2 separate regions of the Sus scrofa genome follow, and region 2 is linked to region 1. A link is a contact called in public Hi-C data. All regions are on one chromosome and are shown on one strand. Each heading gives the region's core, a stretch centred on a gene start, on an enhancer-like site or on the middle of the called end of the contact. The rest is flanking DNA. Distances are from core to core; before and after follow the strand shown. Region 1 holds the start of SETBP1 (SET-binding protein). Region 2 overlaps SETBP1 (SET-binding protein).

Region 1 (7,264 bases), core at 3,234-5,733:
GTATGAATTGGAAACATTCCAAATCTTGCTGCATATCTGGGACACCTTGAAGTCAGAGTGACCAAAAAAATAAATAAATAAATAAAGTTCCAGGGAGGCAGAAAAAGAAGATCCAGAAGAATGTGCCTTCTTCCACTGTTCAAGTAGTGAAAGCTGCTCTCTTGGAGCATCTGCAGAAGGAACCATGTGACAAGGAAGCTTCCTGTAGTGAATTCTTGCAGCCAGGAAGGTAAAAATTCCCAAACTACCGTCCAGTAGTTGTCAGAGCTGGAATTCCCTTCCTGGGACAATTATATTTTGCTCCTGTTTAGCTCCTTGTTACTTAGCAACAAGAGTAGCATCAGGGGAAGCCAATGGAGATTAAGAGCCTTTCTAAAGTCAAGTTGAGGTGGGAGTAATCAGGAGTAGAAATTACCTTCTCACTTCCTGGAAGAGAGAAAAATATATTGTGAACTTCAGAGTGGGTAAAACTAGGCTGCATCTGGAGGGAGTCATTTAAATGTCCACATCTTATTTAATAATCAAAATCAGCATTTGAACAGAATCATTTAACTTTGCAATGTAACTTTGTATCTGATGTTTCCTACAAGTCTTGTGATGATTGATATCTCAGGGTAAGATTATGGTTCTCAGTTTATACATGAAGAAACTAAGGCAGAAATGGCTAAAATAGTGTGTTCAGCTTCACTCATCAGTTAATGGCAGAACAGGACTAGAATCCAAGTCTACTATTTTCTATCTCTCCACTGTAGCCTTTATTCCTTCCTTCCTTCCTTTGTTCATGACATATCCAGTGTTCATCTAATGTGCATGAATAGCATGGTAGTGTTAAAATATTAGAATTTTTAAAGAGCTCCTACTCCAGACTCATCCCATACCCTTAACTCTATCACCCTGTCCCTCCTGAACTTCAAAGGATCCAAAACTAAAGATATATCACCTGGCTGAGCAGGGCCATGTCCATTCTTTTTTTTTTTTTTTTTTTTTTTTTTTGGCTTTTTGCTATTTCTTTGGGCCGCTCCCGCGGCATATGGAGGTTCCCAGGCTAGGGGTCAAATCGGAGCTGTAGCCACTGGCCTACGCCAGAGCCACAGCAACTCGGAATCCGAGCCGCGTCCGCAACCTACACCACAGCTCACGGCAATGCCGGATCATTAACCCACTGAGCAGGGGCAGGGACCGAACCCGAAACCTCACGGTTCCTAGTCGGATTTGTTAACCACTGCGCCACGACGGGAACTCCCAGGGCCATGTCCATTCTGATCAACTGGCTCTGTGCCATATTGATTGTTAAATATTTTTTGACATTCTACTAACCTTTAATGGACATACACCTAGTCTCTAGGTACATTTTTATCCAGTGAAGACAGGACAGTGTAATGCAAAGCCTTGACCTCAGGAGTTAACAGATTGTGATTGGGGGAAGTGAAAAATTTGGGCACACAATCTTTTCTGGAATACTTCTCATGACAGAGACCTCATTATTATTTAAAATCATCGGTTCTCAGAGGTCCCATCGTGGCGCAGCGGAAACGAATCTGACTAGGAACGATGAGGTTGCACGTCCCATCCCTGGCCTTGCTCAGTGGGTTAAGGATTCGGCATTGCCGTGAGCTGTGGTGTAGGTAACAGAAGCAGCTTGGATCTGGCATGGCTGTGGCTGTGGTATAGGCTGGCAGCCGTAGCTCTGATTCCACCCCAGTCTCGGAACCTCCATATGATGTGGGAGAGGCCCTAAAAAGCAAAAAAAAAAAAAAAAAAACCCAAACAAACATACAAACAAAATAAAATCATCTGTTCTCGTCTTAGACCCAATCATAGTGTTTTCCATTGTATTAAGATGAGATCTGCCTCCCCATTACTTGAGCTGATCAGGGCTTGCTATGCCCTACAGAGCAGAGTCAAGCAAATGAATTCCTATTTCCCTTAGTATCTTTTTTAATTTAAGGACATCCCACTCTGATTGTTCCCAATATGCTCTCACTGTCCTATTCGGACTCTCTTATGTCCTGAAATAAAAAAAATGGAGAGCTGGCTCGGTCCTCAGAAGACTTTAGGATACCCTTCCTTTTTCAAAAGTGGGATCTGAGGATCAGAGAGATGAGAGAACTTTCTAAATAAGTTTAGAAATTAGTCTCCTTAAAAATCAGGTCTGTGGTCTTTTCATTACATCATCAAAACATACCCCCAATTTTTACATTTCCTGAATTGCCCCCAAACTCCAAAAATTACTCTAAAATTCACTTCCTTTGGTTAAGTACACCTTCTTTAATACTTACCGGAACTAAGAGGGTAGGGGCTTTCTAAGTATCCTGATCACAATGTGGGAGCATGCCCTTTCTATTGAATCAGTGATTATCAATTCTAGTTGCATATTTGAAGCACCCAGGGCATTTATTATTAAGACCAATTAAATCAATATGGGTCTCAAGCATCAGTACTTCCCCCAGGTAATTCTGATTGACAATAAGGATTGAGAAACACTACATTAGATAATACTACTTCATTTTCTAAAAAGGTGAGAATCAATACAGTATTTGAACACAAGAAGGGAAGATGACTGGCTCTGAGGATTTGATTATACTATTTGATCTCAACTTCTTATAAAGGAAGAATGGAGGCGTTTGACTCATTTCTTTCTACCTTTAGTTTCAGAGATGTGAAAAATGACATGACCTACCTTTGTACTTTGAACTATACCTTGCTTGTATGCCTTTTATCTGGCTCTCAAGCCTTGTAGGGGCATGATTATCTTGCAGCTCCTTGCAGTATCTCTGGTGTGGCCTGGGAGAGGGAGGGAGTATCATTATAGTCATTTTACAGGTTAGGCATAGGGTTGTCTAATGCACAAAATGACAGCCCATCTGGCAGCCAGTCAGTTATTTGGTGATATCAGAGGAACATTTATTCTTGCCTACATTTAGTGGCATTGCCCATGCAAGGCACAGACCTGTCCTCAAAACTTTTATCTTGGTTAGAAAAACAGGTTTTAGAGGGAAAAAGGTATATTCGTAAAAAGGGGAAAAGGAAAGGGCTATGTTAAACAGGTAATAAATGTGGGGCAATTCTCAAGAGAATATTATTTTTGATCTCACCCTCATACCATTTCTGTGTCTGTGCTCCATGTACTTTGTAAACATCTCCTTTCTGATATTTCCATACATTAGATGTAGTTCAAAGTTTGCATGCCAGTCTCTCACTGGGTTATGAATTCTGAGTTTGAATCTCTAGTTGCTGCCATCATGTCTGAGATAGTTCATGCTACATAATTATTTGCTGAATGACTGCAAGATGCTGGCATTGGAGATTGTTTAGGACTAAGAGACCTGTGTTGTGTGCATTCCTATCAGCTACTCAGATTATCTCTTTATTTTCTCAAGGTTCCCAGGGCTCTGAGAATAGGTATCTTAAACTCTACTCAAGGTCTTTAAGAAAAACCACTTGCAAACCCCCTTAAACCATTTCTGTCCTATATTGTCCTATAATGTAGACATGCCCCTGAGGGGTTCCATTTCTCAGTTGCCCGAGGTTGCAAATGAGTGGCCTGAATAGGTCCCCTTTGCAATCCGAAAACAAACAGCCAAATTAAAATACCACCATATTTTGTATGAACTGAAGATATTCCATTTTATTCTTTCCACTATCCTGAATAGAGAACTGCATGCCAACGTCATCTCAAGGTGTCTTTCCCGTCATCAATTGTCCAATTTTTGTGAATAACTAGAAAATGCACATACGCATCTGAAGGCATACGTGTCGCTTAACAAAAAAATAACCCCCTGAAATGTAATTACCAGATTAAAAAAAAAAATGCACCCAGTTTCAGAGCCTATCACATCTCCCGCCTCGGAACACAGCTCCCCCAACACTGCTCCTGTTGTGTCAGATAGCGGCAGTGTTGAGCCCCGGAGCCGGCGCCTAGTCCGCCGCGGTCCCCGCGGCCGCCCAGTTTCCGCGGCGGACTCGGGCGCGCAGAGACACTGGGCCTCGAGGGCGCTGGGGAAGCAAGAAGGGCGCGGGGGGCGACGAGGGGTCCCCGATCCGCCTCCACGAACTGTGTTCCTTCTCCCGCTCAAGATCCCCACTCTTCCCAATTGATCGAAATTCACAAAAATTCACTGAGGGAGGGTGAAGGGAGAGGTGCTTGTTGGTTACTGGTTGTGCCACCCCCGGCGCAAGTAGGAAAGCGGCCCCCGGCCGGTTGGGCAAGAGGTGTGGGAGCCCGCGCCCCCTCCGAAGCAGATCGCGGGGTGGCGGTCCCCGCTCAGCTCCGCCGCGCGGCCGCTCCGATCCTCCCCCTCCCCCGCCCGCGCCCTCCCCCTTCCTTTCACTAGGACTCCGGGACTCGGGAGAGGGCGCGGGAGGCAGGCACTTGGGCCCGACCCCACTCCAGCGCTCGCCGGGGACGGGGGCGGGTGGCGAGGGGACGCGACGGGGGCGCGGGGCGGGCGCGGTCATGGAGCGGCGGCGGCGGCGACGGCGGCAGCAGTAGCGACCGCGGGCGAACGAGCCGGCGGGCAGGGCCGCCCGGCGCCGCGGAACGAACTGCACAGCTCAGCAAAAGCGCCCTCGCCCTCCGCGCGCTGCCTCCTGCGAACCCATAGCCGGCAACATTTTTTAAGGCTCCAATCCATCCTTTGAAGAAAAGAAAAAAAAATAGCATTGATTGGAGAGACGGGGATATATATAATTGGGGGGGGGCCCTTCTGCTAAAATTAGCCGGGCTTGCGGCGCGCGGTGTGCGAGTGTGTGCGTGCGTGTGTGTGTGTGTGTGAATGTGATTACTCCAGGACTCCTCGGGCTCCGGAGACGCCATTTTCCCCCTTGATATCTCTCTCCGTAAATCGGTGGCGCGGCGGAGGCGGCCGCGCCGGGCGGGAAGCGCTGGGCCGTTCTGGGCGCCCGCCGCTCGCCTCCGCCTCCGCGCGCCCGGGGGCCCCGGCGCCCCCCGAGCGAGGGCGGCCAGCCCGCTGCTCGCCGTGTGACAGATGCTCATCGCCATGGAGTTGCCGCAGCAGCACCTTCGGGGGCTCGGGCGAGCTACGGGAGCCGGGATCTGAGCGAGCGCTGGGCCAGCGGAGCCGGAGCCGCCGGGACGTGGGTGAGCACGCGCGGCGACCTTGGTCCGGGAGCCGGGCGCCGAGCCTCCCGCCGTACCGCGGGCCCCCGCACGCCCGGGGTCGGGGGCGGTGTGTGTTCTCTGCATGCAAAAGTTAACGTTGCCTCGCTGGGGCTTTGACTTTGCACCGGGCGGGAAGGGGAGTCGGGGCCGAAGGGGCGGGATGCAGGTCCCGGCGAGGCTGCCGAGGATGGGCGCAATTCCGGCCCGTCGGCTGTGGGCAGTGATGCTGGCTCATTTGGAGTGGCTCGTTGGTGGCGGCGAGGGTGGCAGCATCGGGCTGGAGGTCTGGGACCTTACTGAGCTTGGCCTAATCTGATCTCCCCCACCCCCTGCCGCCGCCGCCGCAGCCTTTTGCACCCTCCCTCGGTCCGGCAGCCGGCTGCTGGAGCTGGCGGGTTTGGCTTTGGTGGAGTGGACTCGAGAGGGGGAGGGGGTAAGGAAAGGGGTGGGAAGGCGGCAGGATATTTCCCCCCCCCTCTTTGTAACTTGCAGGTTAAGTGGAGCTAGAGAGCTACATTGTATATAGCTGAATTTTTTGGGGGGTGGGGGGGGAGAATATATCAGAATCTAACGTGTCGTTGATAGAAAGAAGAACAGGGAAGAAGTGGTCCAGCCGGCGAAGGTTGGTGTGTGCTTGTGTCGTGGCTCTGTGTTAGTCTTTTCCTTAAAATCTTAATCAATGGATTTGAGTCTCTTTCTCCTGCTCTCTGGTTTTGGGACTCTGAAAAGACAGGAATTCCCTTAAAAGCAGGCGAATGCCTTTTTTGAAAGCACGCATTGTGTGTGTTTCTAGAGGAGTCGTGGGCTTGGGAATTAACGACAGGCTTCCCCGTTCGGTGGTTTCCAGTGGGAAATAACTCCTGAAAGGGAACCCTTCAGTATCGATTTATTGTTTTTGTCTTTCAAACCACTATCTCTTTGACTAAAATACTGTCCGAGAAGTTCCACAGAGACAAAGTCAGGTAAACTGGACTGGGCAGATCTTTAGCAAGATGGTGATAATGCTGATGCTGTTTTTGGTGTCTGTTTGTGATGGAAGCATTGTTGGGTAATAGCAATTTCTGATCGGTAGAGCATGCTGGCTCTACAAAAATAAGTAACTACCGAAATGCTGTCTTCCAGTCCCCATCCCCTACACGCGGCAACACCCCTCCTCCCACGACCCACACCAGTTACAATTCTGAAATAAGATCCAAGTGGAAATATTTTCCTTGGAGATCGGAAAGTTGTGCCAGTTGAAGTACGAGGTGAGGCTAGAGAGACTGGGAATGTGGGGAGAGGGCTCTATTGACCCTCGATGCTGCATTTATTCTTTAGGTGTGTCTTTGTGGGTTCTGAGGGTGTGTGTATTGGTCTAAGAGGACTGTTGAGGGAAGGATTTCCGATTTGTTTCCGCTTCAAATAAACTGTCCTGATAATCTCATGGTTGACATCTAATGCTAAAAGGCCAATTTGTGAGTCTATCCCTGCAGAAGCTCTCCTCCCAAAGGGCAGTTTATTTTGGAATTCTACCACAGCTACTTTTCCTTCTAAACCTCCTCTTTCCCCTCCACCACTAACCACACCTTTTTCCCTAAAGTTAGTTGGAGTCCATAGGCTGTATAGAAATACTAATATTACTTGTTTTTCTCTGACATTATTTTTTTCATTCCTTTATTCTTCAATCCTCTTTTTAATCTTTTCTGGTAAGTTTGTGCAAAAAAAACCTAACTTCATAAAGTTGCTGTTGCCAAAACTATCTGGAAGGGCCCCTCCCCATCTCTTACCATCCTGTAGTTTGCACAGGTAAATCTGATGTGCCTGTCCAAATCCATCCTAATCAGCAAAACTTGTGTATGAGAGAGCGTGGGCGGGTGCGTGGGCGCGCGCTCACACACACGTTTTGGAGGGTCAGGAATCGGCTAGGAAAGAGGGGCATGGAGAGGAGAGGAGGGATGTTGTTCTGTGTTGGCCACATCTGCACCACTGGGGCGGACCTGGACGGTCTGGGAGTTTCCTTCATACACCTCTGGGAGTTTCCTTCATACACCTCAGTTGGAGGTTGTCTGGCTGAGTTGAGGAGGCGGGACCAACTGGCCAGGGGCGTGTGAGGGAGGAGAAAGTTTGTAGCACTTTAAAATGTAGCCAGTTTACAATCCCATG
Region 2 (7,264 bases), core at 1,859-4,358, 360 kb after region 1:
TAACATATAAAGGAGGTCAGCATCCAATCCTATTCCAGAATCTCTTCGTGGATGGGACACTCTTTTGACTGCCTTGGGTTTGTATGCAGTTTAATTAAAAGGTGCTCTAGGGAATGTGAAGATTATTGCTATTTGGATTTGGTTTCTAGAGTTTACAATCTCAAAACAGTCTAGCAGGAAATATTGCTCAAGCATCTATTATGGGAAAGTAACTGTGCTCTTTGTTATGAGGGATACAAAGAAGAACACGTGCTGTCTTCAAGAAGCTTTAATGCTAGGCCATGTACTCATAGAAAGTTAAATTCCCCTAGGTTTTAGTGAATGAAGTCTTTAAGAGTCTAGAGACAGAAAGGAACACTTTAAAGCAGTTTGGACCATGAGATGATAGCAATAACATAATTTTGAATATTTACATGTAAATACATATTTAGAATATGGGCACTCATCTTTTAAAATGTAAACTTTAAAAGGTTGAGATAAATCTGAAGCAATATTACTAGTCTCATTTTAATATTCTTAAAATAAGTTTAAATTTAATTTAACTGTATTATCAAAGAAACAGAAATATTTTCACTGTCATCAGTATTTTACACTAGTTTTAATAGTTTGAGTACGTCTTTTTGAAAATCTGTTGTTGTTTTTACACTTGGGATTAAGCAATTTGAAAGTCTGATTCCAAATGCAGTTTGTTTCAATACTTACTAATAGATATTATAGGTTAAAAGGATTTTTTACATAAACATAGATCCAAGAGGAGATAGTAATCGTTTTGCTTAAATCATAATACTATTCTTTTCAGTCCTATCCATCATTTAAGCAAAGGTTTTTTTTTGTTGAAAGTTGACTGACCAACTCTCTTTATTAACAGGCAGATGGCCTTGCATATCAAAAGACATTGCATTTTCCAGTGAATTCAAATCTCTGAAACTCTTAGAAGTTAACTCAGTTTACAAAATTTTTTGATTTGTGTATTTAAGGGAAGTTATAAATTATTATATATAATTTTCAGCAACAAAACTGTCAATTGGAACATTTCCAATCAATTTCAAAAAAAGTGCTGTCTCCACAGTGTGAGTTTAATTATTTTCTTTTTTGACCGCCTGCAAAAAGTTTGAAATCAGCCTGCACCACAGCAGTGATCTGAGCTGCTACAGTAACAATCACTGAATCCTTAAACCTTTGGGCCACAAGAGAACTCTGAGTTTAATTCTAAAAGCAGTTACTTTCTTGCCTATTTTGCCCTAGGGGACATTAAGGGTTGTTTTCACTTGTTTGTTTTGGTTTTTGCTTTTTAACAACTGCTAGGTAACAGTACTGACAGCCCACTGACAGCACTGAGAAGGTGAAAACATTTAGAATCCTTCTCTCAATGTACAATAAAATTGCCAAATTCATCTTTGAAAATAGCAACTCTTTTATGCAGTTTGCTTCAAGGTAACCAATAAAACTCTGTGTGGTGTATAGCATATTTTATGGATATTCCTGATCACGTTATGAAGTGTTTTTTGGTTAAAGTATTTTTTTTTAATGTTTTAAAAATCTTAATTTTCTAAACTTCACCGTTAGGGCTGACCTACTGTATCACATAAGGGGCAGGACCTACTAACACCTTAAGGGAGTCAACCAACTGGATGCCTGACAGCCCCTCGAATGCCTGTGGTCTCTTCTCTTCCCCAGAGCCTCAGACCCAGTTGTGACAGCTGACACATCATCTGATGTGCAGCCCAAATAAAGACATCACCCACTATTGCTCCATATATTAAGCATTAGAATGCTTAACTTAATTCTTATTTTTCAGATAAGATATGAATAATATAAATGAAAAATATGAATATGTTTTTCGGACAGCCCAATAGATAGTCTTGCTTCCTCCTTGGGGAAAGAACATGCACCCCATTTAAGAGGCTTCCAATTTAGCACTGGGTCAGATCTGGAGAGGCAGAGAGGGGCTCCCACATGTAAGCATGCAGGCGCACACCCACCACTCAGACTCTCCATCAAACTGCCCATCTCACCTCCCATCTTCACTTACTTTTTCCCATGGAGAAATGTGAAATAGAACCAAAACAAGGACCCAGGTTTCCTAAGCCTGAAACAGGACCAGGGTTCACTGCAGCTGAAACAGAATGTTTTTCCACAATAAACGCCTATGAGGAAGCTATCATTTAATTGTCAAGCAGTTACTATGCTTCAAACAAACTAGTCACATTTTTCAAGAAACCTCAAACTGTGTTAAGATGTACTTAATATGTAATATTAATATTAAGATGTAAAATATTAAGATGACTTTAAGGATAGAATGGAAGCACCTTGGAGTTCCCGTCATGACTCAGCAGAAACGAATCTGACTAGCATCCATGAAGACACAGGTTCGATCCCTGGCCTTGCTCAGTGAGTTAAGGATCCAGTGTTGCCATGAGCTGTGGTTCCAGACCGGGCTCAAATCCTGCCTAAGTTGCTGTGGCTGTGGTGTAGGCCGGTGGCTACAGCTCCGATTTGACCCCTAGCCTGGGAAACTCCATATGCCATGGGTGTGGCCCTAAAAAGACAATTAAAAAAATAAAAAGAATGGAAGCACCTTTATATAGTGACAGATCTCCCACATCTGTGAACCCTTCATCCTAAGTTAGGGCTTTCAAATTGAGAAGTAGTGGTAGATAGCACTTGTGTTGATGATGGCAGTGACTGGTGTGCCCTGCCTGAAGGGGACTCACTGGCCAAGGCAACACGCCTTCCTTTTCAAAGGAGCTTTTAAGACCAGGACACAGAAGGTTAATTGAAATTCTAAGGACGAAGGAAGAAAGTTTGCATGCCAAGGCAAGTTGCTTCACATATTCCATTAGAAAATAAAAAGCAGCATTAGGGAAACAAGAGATCATTACTGAGTTAAGTACAAAAGTACAAAAAAAAAAAAAAATACGCAATTTATATTAGGGAACATTAAACACTGAATTCCCTTGAGCTTGTGTTTGCAGCCCCTGCGCTATATACCAGATCGTGTACTGCTGTGTGAATAACCCTGGGAGCATGGAGGGAGACATGGCCTTTGCCTTTGTAGAATCTTCTATTGTGGATCAGCGTACAAAGCAAATGACACTGCAGCTCTGTGCCTTGACAGGCTACTCCAGCCCTGTCCACCCTGGAAGGCCACTCTACTCCAGGCAGTTCAGCTGTCCCCAACATTTCTCCATTTTCCCAAAAGGATATTCAAAAAGCAAGAAAAATTCTAATTCCTGTAAAGATAAATTTGCCTCCCTTTCTGACCCATCCAAAAGTTTCTAAAACTGAGATGTTTTGCAAAGTTCATGAGCAAAGTTCAGTCTCCAAACTAGTAGCCCCTGTTTCTTGGCAAGCATCTATACAACCAAGCCTCATTAGCCCCTACCTTGCTCACAGTGCTTGCACTACATCTGTAAAGTCAGTGTGCAAAAAGCAGTGCTAAGTCCAGTCTTTGATTACCATAAAAAGTTGTAGAAAAATCAACAAATGCTGATGAGCCAATCATCTGATAATGGGAGCAAAGAGATAGAAAATCGAGATCTGGACCCAAACCAACTCAACCATTTGCAAGGCAAATGGTACAGAGAAAAGTCTACAAGATGATTTGCATTGCAGAGTTACAGAGAAATGAATTCATATTTTGCCTTGGCCACTTGTAATTATTCTTTAAGACTAACAAAGAACAGGCAAGATATAGGACTATTATAGGAAGGAGAGCAAATATGGAATCAATCTTGCTGCAAGAGCCCAGAAATTACTGTCTAATAATGAAACAATTTGAAGAGAGAAAAATCTGTTAACATTTAGGGGGACAGTGAAATCATAAGCAATGAGGAGAAAGATTTGTGAATATCAAACCCTGCCAAGTCCAAAGCCCTCCTCTCCTCCACACTAGAATTTCAAAATTATTAGATGAAACAAACATGGTAGAAAGCCACCTCATATTTGGTAAGGCAGTTGATAATGAGCATAAGAAAGAATTATAGCAATCTTTAAATACAGAAGGGAGCATTAGGAGCATAGAGTCTAACTGTTTAATGTAATAAGTGAAGAAAAAGAGACTCAGAGGGGCTAAGATTCATCCTAGTTCAACTTGCTTTCCAGCTACCCCTGTCCAGAGTGCTTCCTACCACCCTGCACTCTGGTGCTCTTCACACATGGGATAATAAGCCTACATTGAATGTTTGGATAATAAATATGGGCCAAAATAAAATTCAGATGTTCAGTGGTGGCGAAACCCCTCCCCCAAGTTATAATGTGAAAAAAAAAAGAGGGATATTAAGTCTTAACACCTGAGGCCATCAACAGAGATTGAACCATGACATGTGTTTATGCAGTTGGTCACAGCATAAAACCTGGAGCACTGTTCATTCTCCCATCCCATTCAGCCAGAGGGTAGCTACCAGCAGGAGTTTTCTAGGCAGATGGAGCATGCCCTTTACAGAGGACATTTCTTATCCTTCTAAAATTATTGTGGTGAAATAGAGCCCAAGAGTGTGAAAACCAGAGCACCCCCAAGTCCTAAGATTCTAAGAAAGATGTTTCATTGCCACCAATCATTTATATTCTTTAACCATGTATTACTTAACTAGCAGTGGACAGAAATAGTATAATAAACCTCTGTATACCCATCACTCAGCTTCAACAACATCAACTCACAATCTTGTTTCACCAATACTTCCACTTCCCTCGTCCTTTCCATATTATTTTGAAGCCAATCCAAGATGATATCATACGATTTTATCTGTGAATAATTTACTATGTATTTCTAAAATACAGGTACTTTAAAAAATGATCACAATGTAATTATCACACCTAAGAAAGTTAGCAATAATATACAATATCATGAAATGCCCAGACATTATTTAAATTTCCATGAATTTATAGAATTTATTTTAACAGTTTGTTTAAATTGGCATCCAAATATGATCATTTTATCTCTTCTCTCTTTTAATTTACAGTTCCACCACCACCCCCACCAAACCCACAACTTACTTGTCGAAGGTACCAGGCTGTCTGCCTGGAGCTTCTCACAGCCTGTGCTTTACTGAATGGCTCCCTGTGTGTCTTCTGTATTTCATGGTAGTTAGGTCTAGATCTGAGCTTCCCAATATGGTAGCCACTAACCACGTGTAGCTATTTAACTTTAAATTAAACTAAATTTAAATTTACTTCCTCAGTCACACTTGCCACATGTCAAGTGCTCAGCTAACCACATGTGGGTAGTGTAGGGGACAGAAGAGATAACAGATCATTTCTATGACTGCAGAAATTTCATTTGGATAGTGCTACTCTAAAGGTTTAATAAAGTCCCATGAGGTAGCTTTGAAGGAAGAGATGGTGAAATCTCATCCATCCAGGCTTTGGCTCACAGTTCCTCTCCTGCACTGAAGTCACTTTAAATCTTCATGCCTGGACATTAAAAATGAAATAAAAATTCAAGGAATTTGTGTCTTTTTAAATTTACCTAAATTGTATGCTTACAAACACTTTTGTTATTATTATTATTTGGGGGGGGCATACCTATAGCATGTATAAATTCCCTGGAGCCAGGGATCAAACCTGCACCACAGCAATTACCAGAGGCACTGCAGTGACAATGCCATATCCTTAACCTGAGGATCCTATTCCTAACCAGAGAACTCCTATTCCTTTTAATAGGTGTGTAATTTCCCACTGTTTGCATATCTCACAGTTGATTTGTTATCTTTTTAAATAACATATAGTCTTCTGTAATATATATTGAGCTTCTAGAAACATCTTTGGTCTCCTGTGACACAGGAGCAAAGGAGGCCACCCGCCATAGGATCTCTGGGGCATTGGCCATCTTCAGTTCTAGTAGTTATTGCCCAGTCACTCTCCAAAATAATTGTGCCAATTTGCTCTCCTACCAACAGGGTGCAAGTGTTCCTACTTCCTTATAGAATTACAAATATTAGGTAGTTGCAGACTTTTAATTTTTACCAGTATGGGTTCACATATATGCAGTTAACAGTACAGATTCAAGCAGGAAAAGGGAAGAAAGTGGAATTGACATGGGAATGCTGACTTGACCATCTCTATAATGTTTTCTTGCTTAAAAAAATGTATGGCAAAAAGGTATTGTTTACTAAATGTGAATGGTGGGTACAAAGTCATTGTTACAATATTTTTATTTATTTATTTATTTTTTGTCTTTTTGCCTTTTCTAGGGCCGCTTCCCACAGCATATGGAGGCTCCCAGGCTGGGGGGCCAATCGGAGCTGTAGACGCCAGCCTATGCCAGAGCCACAGCAACATGGGATCCGAGCCGCGCCTGCGACCTACACCACAGCTCATAGCAACGCCAGATCCTTAACCCACTAAGTGAAGCCAGGGATCGAACCCCCAACCTCATGGTTCCTAGTTGAAGTCATTAACCACTGTGCCACTACGGGAACTCCGTTATGATATTTTTTAGTATTGCTTGGTAGATTTATACTATTTATAATAAATTTTTATTTCATAATCATTTTTCAATGCAAGGGTTTGATAAATGTGTAGCATATAACAAATGATTAAATATGGGATTATCTACTAGGTTCATTTTGTTTGTTTGTTTTGCATTTCATGCTAAAAAAAATACTGAGAGGAAATATCCATTGTCTGTATTTGCCCCAAGTGACCTCCAGCTCATAGAGAATTCCAGTCAAGTTTATTCAGCCAAACATTGCCAACTAATTGCCCCAAATTATTTACTTTGTACCTGCATACTGTATTATGTGTCACATAGCATTATCTTCTCTCTGGATGATATAAACTAAAGAGACGGTAAACTGCAAGTGAAACTGCTATTTGGAATATTGCCAAAAGTTTTGTGAAGTATTTCTAACTCTTTTTCATTTGCTCATGAACTGTGTGGACAAAGTAAATGCCTTGGCTCTGAAAAAGTGAACAGTGGCTTGCTAACTCTTAGTGTCACTATATTTGCAATAGTCAATTTAAAAATCCAAAGGAAAACTCATTTAGAGAAGAATATGACTGTAAGACAGCAGTGATAGGTGTGATTCATCAGTCAAGAAACAGTGTGTAGACTCCTTCCATGCCTGAGGCACCATGCTCTGCCCTGGGATGGACACGAAGCCTAGCAGACGTTGGTCTCTGCATCTAAACACTTACAACTGAGCAAGCTTTTCCTTTTTCAACACTAACCACAAACATCTTATGTTTGTAGTCAGAGGCTCACTCTGGCTTTGTTCTATTTGGATCTTCATAACTTATTTTAAAGATTGTGCAGTAGCTATTC

The links. Hi-C and Micro-C count contacts between places; a contact is called where the count stands out from the background.
Region 2: a Hi-C map of brain shows a contact between it and region 1, with 6 times the contacts expected there. The contact joins the enhancer-like site here to the promoter of SETBP1 in region 1. A contact is called at or near these places in 5 of 47 Hi-C or Micro-C datasets (brain, embryonic fibroblasts, fetal skeletal muscle and 2 more) and 1 of 2 datasets of contacts at active chromatin or transcription factors (skeletal muscle).

What each region holds. Positions count from the first base shown.
Region 1 is chr1:94,290,849-94,298,112 of Sscrofa11.1, forward strand. SETBP1 (SET-binding protein) reads left to right here and starts at 4,484. Exons shown (of 7, transcript XM_021092436.1): 1 at 4,484-5,101.
Region 2 is chr1:94,652,368-94,659,631 of Sscrofa11.1, forward strand. The region is part of intron 6 of SETBP1 (SET-binding protein); the gene reads left to right. Among named protein-coding and RNA genes, the nearest start is that of SLC14A2, 180 kb to the right of the region's middle. Within about 2 kb of position 3,109, at least 2 of the 83 cell types and tissues checked have an H3K27ac peak or open chromatin away from gene starts, as enhancers often do. A contact at or near this core is called in brain, where this site is marked.